Regions from separate parts of the Mus musculus genome. Here region 1 is linked to region 2. A link is a contact called in public HiChIP or PLAC-seq data. All regions are on one chromosome and are shown on one strand. Each heading gives the region's core, a stretch centred on a gene start, on an enhancer-like site or on the middle of the called end of the contact. The rest is flanking DNA. Distances are from core to core; before and after follow the strand shown. Region 1 overlaps Stox2 (storkhead box 2). Region 2 overlaps Enpp6 (ectonucleotide pyrophosphatase/phosphodiesterase 6).

Region 1 (3,373 bases), core at 15-2,514, 140 kb after region 2:
ATGTGGGAGAGAAAAATATATTTAGCAAAATATTTTCTTTAAAAAGACCAGAGTCACTGCTCCCGGCGTTTTTCTCAAGGATCCTTAAGGTACCAGGGCGGACCTGGACTCCTGGACTCCCAAGCAGTTTGCCAGAGTTCCAACTCTGATAGATGTCTGTCAGATGTTAGAATGTCTATTTATGTGTTAGCCTGGAAAACAAGGCTATGTGACCAAAATAATAACAAATCAAGAGCTGGTTCTTTAAGAAATAGCAAATGTCTGATTGTGGAATTAACATTATAGTAACTCCCCACGTCTGACTTTGGGGTAATGTGTCCCCGAGATACCCGGAAATAGGGTGAAATGATCACGACTAAGTTCATTATAATTCTTAATAACACAAATGAACGAATGAAGTACCAATGTGGGTACTTATTGTGATTATAAATTGTATGAGGTCTTGGGAAACGGAGATGAGGATGTATACATCTCTCAGGAGCATTTCTGCATCTTAGAGTCACCAATCTGGAGCAGGATTCAGAAGCAAGATTTAGATCCCAAGTTGCTGTTTAATGAGAAGAAAGAGTGATGGAGCAAAACAGGAAGCGTGACATCTGGGTGTGTGTGTGTGTGTGTGTGTGTTCGTGTGCGTGTGCGCATGCATGTGTGTGTCACCCCTAAGCAATGGCAATGCATGGGAGGGCACCATTGGGCTTTATACACTCAGAACTATCAGCACCGCTGAACTATCAGGACACTAAAGGGCGGTGGCCACTCAGTATCAGTTCTACAGGTCGGGGGCGGGGGGTGGGGGGGATAAAAGTCAGGCAGCTGTTGTGATCTAAAAGAGTGGAGGCCCCTAACTTGTGAAAGGAACAAGCTTCCACGTCTCTGTCCACATAAAGGTGGGAGAAGAAGACATCTAAGCAAGGAGCACAGCATAGGAATTGAAGTGGCATCGAACTTCTGGATCCTTTGGAAAGACTCTAAAATCCACTACTATCTCCACAGTAAAGGGGGCAGCCATTATCCTGGCACCAAACTGCTCTCTACCACTTTCCTCGCACTGACTATATTCATCATACTCAGAACATTACTTTTTTTTTTTTTTTTGAAGGACTTAAAAAAATCCCTTCTCCTGGTTGTCAATACAAATAGAAGAAAACCATTGGGATGTGTTGGTCTCAGATCAGACTCTGATGCAATCTTTAGGGAAGGAACCAACCCACCAGTCCAGATTAGTGATCTCTACAGCTGCAGAAACATTTTTTTGGTTTCAATTCCTGAAAAAGAAGTTAGAAAACAGGCTGTTAACAACACAGGTCACACAACTCACAGCCCTCGTTCACAGTCCCAGACTGTGAAGCCAGCTCTCTGGCATAAAGCCCCGGGCCCTGGCGGGTGTATGTGTATACAGGAGGCCAGCTCTCCCTACCGTGGGGAGTTGAATCCACTGTCCACCGTGATGCTGCTGCTATCCATGCTGTCCAGCCGGGCTGAGTGGGTGGCTCTCTGGTTGCTGCTGCTATCAGTTTCTTTTGGGGTGAGGAGGGTGAGGTTTTTCTCAAACTTCCTCTGCAAGTCTCTTTCCTTCTCCCTCTCCAGGAGCCACTGCATGGTGCCCACATCATCTCTGTTTTTCTCCTCCTCCGCGTTTTTGTTGGCCCCCTCCTCGGAGTCGTCGTCATCAGAGACGTTGTAATAGTCAAAAGAAGCCTCCTGGTTCCCTCCAGGCTCCTGCTGACGTTGGGATGGAGGCATGGCTTGGGCCGCGGATGTCCCAAGGGAAGGTTCCAGTTTCTCACAACGGCCTGGCAGTGTGTCAACGGGTGACTTTGGGTGAGACTTGAGGAGGGACAAGCTAGATTTGTGATAGCTGTTTACAGACAGGGTGCTGTGTAGAGGTTTGAACAGTGTGTCTTTGCTGAATATTTCTTTCCTTTTGTCCAGGCTGCTGGGTTCTGCGCTATGATGTTGGACAAGGCGGCCATTGGCTAACCCCTCTGCCACACCACCAGAGGCTGCAGGGCCCCCTCCTGGCCCTTTCGGTGACTCCTCCTTGTGCCCAACAGGTTCCCTGGAAGAATGGGGGGTCTGCCTCTCAGATGGAGACAGCTTTTTTACCCCCTCCACCAAGGTCAAAGTGTCATGGTCCTCCTTATTCTTCCCTAAAGGGGACGGTGCTGTGAGTACGGTCTCACTCGAGGTGTTGCACTGAAAATAGTCATCCACAGCTGTTTTAGCCGGGCAAGGGCTGAGTTCCCCATAGGACGGCATACTCTCAGGGGTTTTGCCTGGCTCCAGAAGGCTACAAGCACTAGAAGGTTCCTTGCTGCCACCAACTATTTCTGGAATGCATACCTCTTTGTAGCTGGCAGAAGGAATATGAGCCCTTTGATGACCAATCGTTTGCGCAGGCCTTAAAGTACTGTCATCAATGTATGATTGGCTCGGTGTTTGGTCATCTTGGCTGCAGCCTTCAGCCAGGTCTTCCGGAGTCCCGAGTGAAGAAGCGCCCAGGGGACCTTTGGAGTTATCCATAGACCTGGATCTCTCCTTGGCCTTGTTGGACCTCTCATTCCTGGATCTCCGGTCCTGGGTATGGCTGTGGCTTCGGTGCACTTTGGAGTGGGAGCTTCCCCTGGAGGGTTCGGGAAAGGGCATCTCCGTTCTCCTTTTGGCCAGTTCGCCAGACACATCCCATTCTGGCGTCATGGGGAAATGGGACTCGATCACGTTCGTGTTGCTATGCATGATGAAGTTGTCCCCTTTGTGTTCAATGATGAAGCAGCCCTCTCTGGGGGCCCTGGTTAGAGGGTCGCAAAATTCATACTCCCTCTCACCGGGGATATCCAGATGCGAGCCATCCGAAGGATCTCCTTTGGACACTCGCGTCTTGCTGTGTGACCGAGACTTCCCGTGGGACTTGCGGTGAGTCCGGCTCTTTTTACTCCTTCCACTGTGGTGGGCGGAGGACCCGGCTTTGCTCCGGTGAGCTTTTTCTTCTTCAAGTTTCTTCATCAGGGCAGTGTGCCTCATGACATTTTCCACCGTCAAGTCTGGGTTGATCCGCCGGATGATCTCCATCTCCACTTCCCGAGGGATGGTCGTGGGCGTGTCCTCGTCTCGCAGAGGCCACTCCTCGGGAGGAAACTGGGCAGAGAAATTGGCCAGCTGTTTGGTCTTGTCTTTCTTAAAACTCAGCCGGAATAACTTGAGACCGAATTTTTTGGACTGCTTTTCACCATCTTTAGGTTTCGAGAGAGTTTCCGTCTTATAGGAGAAATTTATAGTGCTTTTGCTTTTTTCAGTGGGCGGCACCTGGCAGAGCGGAGGAGGGCAGTAAGGGTCTTTGCAGTCCTTGGCGGACTTCCTCTGCAGGGTGGAGGCA
Region 2 (3,361 bases), core at 147-2,646:
GTGCTGGGGACCTGAACTCTGGTCTCCACTCTCGTATGGCAGGACTTTGCTTGCTGATATATCTCTCAGCCCTGCAAAAAGTTCTTAAAAGTACTGTCATCCAGTAAGTCTTAGGCATACATCCTGATTTCTAAATGTACTTGCTTCTATTTCTTATTTAATGAAAACCATGTTAAAAGCCATACATTACAGCAGTGAGGGAAACATTCTTTATTTTCCCCTGACCTAAGTGAAAATGTGTCCCTTGAAGTTGTGAAGTATAGAATTTTCACTGTTGTTAATAACTAGCCTGTCAGGGGAGTTTTCATTTCCCCTGTGCATCAATTTACATAACAGTTTTCTTTCAGATTTTTAAGTGGTTAGGTTTATTTTTAGTTAACGATTATGATTAAATTCCTAATGTTATTACCTGTGGTCAGATTATATTAATTGTACTTGAAACTTCTCTGCTCTTTGAAAACTATTGAGGTTTTATTGATGGACCAGAACATGCTCAGTTTGCCTAACAATTGTATTTAAAAATTCACATCCCATGCTCACAAGATAAGAAATTCAAATCTATTGAATTTACACCATTGATAGTAACCCCCCAATTCTCCATATAGCTCGTTCATTCTATCTGTTGGTTTGTTTAGATCTTTGCTACGGAGCTTCACATAACTCAGGCTAGCTACCAATATTGTATGGCCAATAGACAAGACTTGATTTAACTCCTGATGCTCCTGCTTCAGGCTTCCCAGTACAGGATTGTAGATACCAGTCATCATGACGGACTAGTCATTGTATATCAAACTAATTTCCATTAATGTCAAAGTCTTGTAGTTACATTACCAAGATTCTTCTGTGTGTGCATATACATGACAGGTAAGCAGTACACATTACTATCTAGGTGGAGTCATGGCTCCTTCTGGCTTTGTGTACGGTTGTTTTAAAACTAAACTACTTAGTTTTGTCTCTTAAATCCCAATTCCTTTTTATGCATTTTGATATTTGGTTTTTTAAAAAGAAATTGATGCTTTCTTTTTCTTTTTTTAATGATTTAGTAGTGATTCATGCAGCACCCCTTTTTTTGAAGTCCATATCTTTTATGCTAATGAGTTAGTCTTCCTAGGAGTCCCTCTGATATCTTCTGCATCAATTGGAACCACCCAGCAGATGTGCTCAACCGTGCCTGACTACCTGCTTCCTGGCAAACTCCAGCCTCCCCCATCCCCCCCACCCCCACCCCACCCCCAGTTTATATCCTCTCTTTTACTAACTTCCACTTAGAAGTCATTTTCCCTGAACTGTAGGCAAGAGCCACATCTGGTCTCCCAGAGTCTCTTGGTCTGGCATTTCATGGTTTTCATTGTTTAGAAGTTCTCTGAACTTTAGCTCACATTGATGTCTTTGTCTTGGTACCCAACCCTACCCCAGCCCCTATCTCCATCCCCCACAGCCCTGGCTGTGTCTTTCACACTGTGTCATAGACAGGGATGCAAGCAAGGCTGTCAGGAGGAAAATTCTGCTCCTCATGGAATCCCTATACCATCGAGGAAGTGGGCACCATACATCAGACTTCACACAACACAGGCTTCCCTCTTTCCCATAAGACTAGACTCTGGACTGCTCGAGAAGGAGACACTGGCTGACTCTGGACTGCTCTGAGAAGGAGACACTGGCTGATTCATTGTTGTTTTCTCTGCCTGAACAGTTCATAGTAAATGCCAATAAATATTTGCCTAACAAATGTAAACTGTGACTGGCTCATCCCTCTGCAGCTCTCTGCTCGCATATTCTGAATTACTGTCTCTTCCTCCAGGACAACTACTTCTGCTGGTCTGAGAGTCTGCAGTAGAAAACTTGAGCAGATTCACACCATGTTTTTTATTCTTTTATTTTTGAGAGAGGGAAGGCCAGCTCAAAGCCCTTGCTTTAACTCAGTGAAGTTGGCTTGCTGCTACAACTCTAAAGTTCAGTTGTTCTTTATTACAGGATAGGGGAATATTTGTTTTATATTTCTCTGGATGCAAGATACTACTCAACACATGTCTCTTGAAGACAAGGGAACATTAGACTAGAAGATGGTATTTATGGAAAATCTACAGGAAAAAGTTAAATATTTTGTTATACTAATTAATATTTATCTTGTTTCTATTGTCCAGTTTGGGGATTTCTGTCATGAGACTCCAGTATTACCTTGGAATGGCATTTAAGACACTAATGTAGTGAAGAAGAATTATAATTAAATATACTACTTACCAGGAATAGCTTATTTTAGTTTATGAAAAGGTACAAAAATATTTTGACTGATGTATGTTTTATGGAATAGGTTCTTAGCCCTGATCCAAGTATTGGAGACAATAACTATTTTCCATCTTTTTTTTCTTGTTAGGCTGTGAAGTTGAGATTCTTGGTGTCAGACCAACTTACTGCCTAGAATATAAAACTGTCCCAACAGATATCAACTTTGCGAATGCAGTTAGCGATGCTCTCGACTCATTAAAGTAAGTGTCCCAAATTTCTAGCCAAAACATTATTCCTTGTGTTTTAAGAAATTGTGTGTGTGTGTGTGTGTGTGTGTGTGTGTGTGTACACAGCAGATGTAAGTATCTGCAGAAGACAGAAGAGAGAGTTAGGTCCTATGTAGCCACAGACCGAAGTTGTAGGCAGTTGTGAGTCACCTGACATAGGTTCTGTGAAGCAAACTCTATAAAGAGCAGCAGCAAAGACTCTTGTTTTGTTTTGTTTTTCAAGACAATGTTTCTGGCTGTCCTGAAACTTGCTCTGTAGACCAGCCTAGCCTCGAACTCAGAGATCCACCTGCTTCTGCCTCCAGAGTGCTGGGATTAAAGGCAGGTGCAACCTTTAAGTGTCACCGTCTCCCAGCAAGCATCCTTACCCACTGAGACATCTCTCCTTTCCCTCTTCCTTGTTTCTTGGATGAATAGCAAATCCTCAAGAGGTCTAAGAGAGCTGGACCTAGGTGAAATGTCTCAGAGAGTTTTATGTAGTGATTGGTATGTGGGGTACTGATGGTTTGTAACTGTGAACAGCGACACTGTTTGGAAACGGTGAACAGAAGACAGAAAATCTCCAGGGTTTGCAGGTCTCCTTTTCCTGTTGTTAGACAGTGGAGAAACTATGTGAGCATCAGCATTTCCATACTAATGATTTGCTGAGCACTTATATTTCAAAGACTTCAACAAGTATTTGCCTGAAGGACAGATCTGTGACCAGATGAGCGTGGAGAAATTACCTTTCAACACTCTTGTTTGAAATGTGCAAAGCACATTAGTGCATTAGAACAAGGAACTTTTATTTCTTTGCAAGTGAACAATGATACAGAGTATGGAACTTGGAAAGTTTACTTCCTCTCTTC

Evidence for each region. HiChIP or PLAC-seq counts read pairs in DNA pulled down with a chosen protein or histone mark.
Region 1: an H3K27ac HiChIP or PLAC-seq map of large pre-B cells shows a contact between it and region 2, with 2.5 times the contacts expected there. The contact joins two enhancer-like sites. A contact is called at or near these places in 2 of 115 datasets of contacts at active chromatin or transcription factors (embryonic stem cells and large pre-B cells) and 2 of 9 other capture datasets (adipose tissue and pancreatic islet).

What each region holds. Positions count from the first base shown.
Region 1 is chr8:47,190,422-47,193,794 of GRCm38.p6, forward strand. It overlaps Stox2 (storkhead box 2), which reads right to left. Exons shown (of 4, transcript NM_001114311.1): 3 at 1,418-3,373. Among named protein-coding and RNA genes, the nearest start is that of Gm51569, 16 kb to the left of the region's middle. Within about 2 kb of position 1,265, at least 29 of the 459 cell types and tissues checked have an H3K27ac peak or open chromatin away from gene starts, as enhancers often do.
Region 2 is chr8:47,051,210-47,054,570 of GRCm38.p6, forward strand. It overlaps Enpp6 (ectonucleotide pyrophosphatase/phosphodiesterase 6), which reads left to right. Exons shown (of 8, transcript NM_177304.4): 3 at 2,375-2,486. Among named protein-coding and RNA genes, the nearest start is that of Gm31231, 30 kb to the right of the region's middle. Within about 2 kb of position 1,397, at least 8 of the 459 cell types and tissues checked have an H3K27ac peak or open chromatin away from gene starts, as enhancers often do.